Regions from separate parts of the Gasterosteus aculeatus genome. Here region 1 is linked to region 2. The links are chromatin contacts, called in public Hi-C maps. All regions are on one chromosome and are shown on one strand. Each heading gives the region's core, a stretch centred on a gene start, on an enhancer-like site or on the middle of the called end of the contact. The rest is flanking DNA. Distances are from core to core; before and after follow the strand shown. Region 1 holds the start of ifrd1 (interferon-related developmental regulator 1). Region 2 overlaps dock4b (dedicator of cytokinesis 4b).

Region 1 (2,700 bases), core at 138-2,637, 67 kb after region 2:
TATTCCTCTTGTGTTGTCTACCTTATGCAACATAAAAGACTGTACATATTATGCAAAGCAAACAAACACATACAGTGCATTGTTTCTCAAATGACTGTCATCACAGGAGCTTATATTAACTCTAATATAAAAGTCTATAATGCAATTTATTTCTGTAGCAGAAGACTAATGATTGCGTCAGTCCTCTAATCACAGCATCCGTTGTAGATGCACACAACGGCACCAACTGCATCATAGGCCCCAATCATCACTGTGACGATTGCATTACAGAAGTAGATGATTGAATCACCTTCATAGTAGAGGAAAAGTATCACACAAGGCTATGAGTCGCAGCAGAGAGCCCTGCTGCAATCTACTCCATGCATATTTCATAGATTGTATTAGAGATCCCAACATGTAATTATGTCCAAGCAAAGCCTGACAAATAAAGGTAATAGACTGGCTTTCATATACAAAAGATCTTTAAAAAATGTTGCTGTATGCTTGAATATTATAAAAAGCCCCATTGATCAACATAAAATATACAAGTTGTAAGTTGTGCAATAGAAATAGTGCAAAGAAATAAATTCTTATTGAATAGACATTCGCTCTGTTATGTATTATTAATAAAGATGTCTTTACAATGCTTAAATGATAATCTATCATCTAATCATCGGCAGCAGTGGATATTTCGGCCTTAGTGTTGACTTAAGTGTTCATCAGTGCAATGACTAGCAGGAAAAAAGAATAATCTGTTGCAAACAAACTTATTTATAATATATATATATATATATATTATTATATATACTATTTTTTTGTTACTATTATATAATATTTACTGAAGCAACTGAACAACTTTGTTGTATTTTCTGAACAACAATGTACTGTATCTGAGTATTGTAACTGAGATAGCTTACATAGTAATGGAGTAGGCCTCAGAAGTTGGCCTCGGAAATGTATCAAAAAAGAAAGTTACTGTTACTTTTTACCATTGATTACAGCCTGCAATTATAGCACAAAAGCTATTGTAACATCAGTTCGAGAGGCTGCACATCCCGACCACCACCACATTGTAATATATGATCCATCCATCCATCCAACCATCTGCAACCACTTATCCTTCACACAGGTGGGTGGGCAGGAGTCTATCCCTGCCAACTTCGGGACACCTTGGATTGGTCGCCACACATACAACCATTCACAGTCACATTCACACACCTACGGCCAATTTATAGTCACCAACCAACCGGATCCCCAGTGCATGTCCCCAAAAAATCTAATTTAGACAGCTTCATGCTACGACTAAAACCGTAATCAGATCCACACTTCACTAAGATAACCAAATGCGCATTGTGTCCACGTTTCTGTTACACGCATCACGTGCAACAATTCTATTCCCGGATTGGTCAGAGATGCCGGAAACCTCCTCGTGACATGTCAGCCGATATAAATACTTGGAGCCGCCCTCTTCGTACTCAGCCCTGTTTTATGAGGGAAAATGTATCGTCTCAGCCAGCAGTTTATCTCCGAGATCGCCTTTAATTCCTTTCTATCCGCCGTGCCACGGGAATATTTACATTTTACGAGACAACATAGTAAAAGCTGGTCGTGTATTGGCTGATTATTGATCAAACTTAACATTTATCTGCATGAAAATGCCGAGAACCAAGAAGAAGAATGGCCGGGGTAAGTAAGCGAGCGGCCGCATTGCATTGGCCCTGCGTGTTGGCTCAAGGTAGTTGTAGTTCTCTTCGTGTTTTCACTTCGTTGAGTGGAGGTGAACGTGTTCATAGTCAGGACTACAGATATCCGAGGCTCGCTTACGTCACAATGCAAAGCTAGCTATCCGTGGTCAGACAATGCATCGCTTTTTACAAAAAGAAGGTGCCATCATACGACTGTATTACTTATATTTAATGACACACTGGTTTAATGATAATAAAGTGGTATAACCTCACTTCACATGAGCCCTTCATTATCGGCATATGCTACAAGCTAATGTCTGCTAGCGCAAGCTAATGTCCACTTCCATCTAACGTTAGCTGCTTTATTTGGAAGGAACATTTTTAAATAACACACGTGCTCCTTTTGACAACTTGCTTTTTTTCGGATGTGATTGTTGCCTCATAGACAAACGAATAACTCCCTGTAACGTTAAGTCTCCAAGGCATGTATTATGTTAAGTTAGCTTAAGTAAGGTCGTCTCGTCTGAAGATTAACCTCAATTAATCTTTGGCTGAATTTGTGACGTTTAACTAGCACAGACGGCAGATAACCCTTTGCCTAATTTGTTATTACTGTTTAGCGACACAAGGCGGACATTTTGGCCTCAGGGGAGCAGATTGGTAAAGAGGCAGCGCCCGGTTCCCAGAAATCAGCTGTGGTGTGTAGAGAGTCCACGTGAACAACAGAAATAGCCTCCATTAGGGGGCTAAAATGGCCCTTTAGAAACAGCCCAGGATTCCTTCCTAGTGCCTCCATCGTGATCGGAGGTACTACAGTGCTCTTTTTTTTTTTCATGGATGGGACTTCTTTTAAGAGCTGTTCTTGCAGTGATGCGCTTTACCAGCATGTCTTCCAGAGGTTAATTCGGGTCATTCAGAAGAGACGGACGCCTGCTGAATCTGTGACTGTGGAAGCAATACCTCCCACAGGCTTGTTTTTCTGTGCATGGTGTCTAACAACTAATGCAATCAAAGCTTTTTAGTTTTGAAAAATGAA
Region 2 (2,700 bases), core at 142-2,641:
AATTTTAAGTGACGGAAACGCATGAAAACAGCGGCAGTGAGGAGCACACGAGGTCGAGACACGCCTCGTGTTTGCTTGTGAAGAAGCGCATCATGAGAGCGACGTGATCACAAAGCTTCACCACACCCTTCAATTACAGCACGAAACCTCCACAGGATCCAAACAAATGATGACATTTTCAAGTGCGGCAGGATTAAGGAGATAAAAAGTCATTTTCGTGAGCCGGAGTCCCCAGACATGAATAAAACATACGCCTCGAGAAGAAATTCTTTCAGCGGTCTCCTCAGATCCCGTTCAAGTGTTTCTTTTTGAAACTTGGGCACGTTTAGGAGTGTATTTTGTAATCAAACACTCTGCAATACTTCTGAAATTAGTTCACAAATAAAATGAAATGCATGCAGGAAATTAACAGCTTGTTGCAAGCAAATAGTGCCTGAAGCTTTTCTCTTCATATATTCTACTCTCTACTTAATGGGGGTGTAAGATGACTTATCATTTATGGAATGTCGCCCCTGCTGCACACCTTAGATATTGTTGGCCTATTGTTTGCTGCACTACAAACGAGGGCAGACACTATCGGTGAGAAGCTCCTTCGACTGAAAAAAGACAATTCCCACTTTGAAAGGAGAGATTTATTTGTTCATTAGTGAGTAGTGTGAACAGCGGGCCACTCCTCACCGCCCCTCCTTGCATATTCACATTTTTTTTCCCCCACACATTCACATAGTTGCCATGGAACTGACGAGAGCATACCAGCGTCACAGCCAGCAGGTCAGTTGCCCCCCCCCACCCCGACCCCCCTAAAGAAAAATGTTTACCGTTCTGTGTGAGCTTGGTGGAGCAGAGAAAGCTGGTGATCCAGAAGGACTCCTTGGCGCCTTTCAGAGTTTGGTTGTTGGACGGGAGGTTGGCCTTGGAGAACGGCAGCTTCAAGTAGCGCGGACACTCTGCCAAGCTGGTATTCTCCTCGCACTGGCAACAGAGAAAGGAGGAAGAGTCCAGCTTTCTGTCAACTCGGGAACGGATGAAGGGCATACCGGACGTTAAGGGCAATGCGTTCACTGTTTTAGTAACAATACGTCCACGCATTTGGATTTTGTGAGAGTAGACATCCAAGTTATTGCACATGATCAATCACAGAGCACCACCGTTATTTTGGTTTTGTTATTTTTAATGCCCACAGCTGAGGCCGTTTGAGCTCCAAAGGCTACCACACAAGTTTGGACCGATTCTTCTGTGTCTATTTTGGGTCCGGGGAGAAACTGGGCCATGCCAGTTTCATTGAGCTTTTCAGCAACTTCCATCTGGCATCAGAACAACCCCCCCCTCCCTCCCTCCCTCCTTCTACTCCCTCTGAACAGTGGGAACGAACAGGACCACTAGAGTTGTCCTCTAAAACTGGCCGCCTCAGGTTAGAGGCTTTTGCTGGGACTGATACTGACAGGACAAGACGACAACAGGAAGGAGGAGTTTTTGTTTTTTTTAGAGCCAGCAGCAGTATAAATAATCAGGCTCTTGGTCACTGTTCTGCCTCACTGCCAATAAAATGTATGAATGCGCTCGATGCTTTTTTCTGTCCTGCGCGAAGCCTGAGGTTTATGCACACACCCTTCGCCTGCAGCTGAGGAAAACCATGCAGTCTGCAATTATTCTGAATTACAGCCAAGACGGTCTTGCAGTAGCTTTTAACCGGGGATGCTGGCCATTTCATTTGCTTCAGCCGCTTGATGTCTCAAAACCAAAAACGTGCGGAAAAAGACAAGATGGAGCGTCTTGATGTCTAGAAAAAGGTTAGGTCTTGTTAAATAAAGAGATAGTTACTCACATGAAACGTGTACCCGCTCAACTATCCTTGACACGTACATTATCGCTTCCAATCAACCCCCCCACAGCTTGAAAAATGTTATGCAAGTGGACATGACTCATGGGCCACTCGGCATGTGATGGGAGTTATGCAAGCTGTTGTTCAGCCCATCCAGGTACTAAACAGTGTGATGACAGAACCCATGATTCACATAATCATATACGGCACGCGGCGCCATTCTGAATGACCTAGGCGACACCAGTGTGGTTAAAGCTGCAATTTACGAGCAGAGAGAATGACCATAACCTTGCTTTCTTTCATATTCCTTTAAATATGACTCAAATCATTTGGATGGTTACACACCGATGTGAATACTTCTGTAGCACAATGTCTGTGTTGAATACAAAAAAAACACATCCTGGAAAGCACACAGTAAAATCAATTTCCACGTTGTTCGGTCGAAATCTTTTTGTGGTGTTGATTTGGTTTTACCTTGTGGATAATGAGCTCATGGGTGCCATCTGGCAGAGTCCTGCCGTCCTCCTGCATCAGAGGAACAAAGGAGTAGCCGAACAGTTTCTTCTCTCCCTTGTCTTTAGCTGTCAAACAACAACACATGGACACGGCCTTGAGTCCAAGATACACAAGCACAGACTGGCAAGGAAATAGAAGAAACACGGAGCGGTGTTATGAAACCAGTTTTTTTCAGGTTATGCAATGGAAGTGAACAAGTTGAGCCTTCGGTGCACGCGTTCTACTCGACGTAAACATTACACCTGGGACTTTAGGGTGCACGGAACACACTGTCAGTACACAACGAACGAGCAAACAAGTTAGTCTGTGAGGGCCTCTCTGTTGAGAGTTTTTAAGAAGCTTTCTGTAAGTTGTGGGCACAA

Evidence for each region. A called contact is a pair of places that touch in the nucleus more often than the background predicts.
Region 1: a contact with region 2 is called in a Hi-C map of skeletal muscle, with 4 times the contacts expected there. The contact joins the promoter of ifrd1 here to the enhancer-like site in region 2. A contact is called at or near these places in 5 of 6 Hi-C or Micro-C datasets (liver, skeletal muscle, tail fin and 1 more).

Annotation. Positions count from the first base shown.
Region 1 is chr4:28,293,974-28,296,673 of fGasAcu3.hap1.1, forward strand. ifrd1 (interferon-related developmental regulator 1) reads left to right here and starts at 1,388. Exons shown (of 12, transcript XM_040174694.2): 1 at 1,388-1,665. The coding sequence starts at 1,629.
Region 2 is chr4:28,226,635-28,229,334 of fGasAcu3.hap1.1, forward strand. It overlaps dock4b (dedicator of cytokinesis 4b), which reads right to left. Exons shown (of 51, transcript XM_078101779.1): 16 at 2,297-2,403; 17 at 819-972. Among protein-coding and RNA genes, the nearest start is that of dock4b, 48 kb to the right of the region's middle. Within about 2 kb of position 1,392, at least 1 of the 9 cell types and tissues checked has open chromatin away from gene starts, as enhancers often do.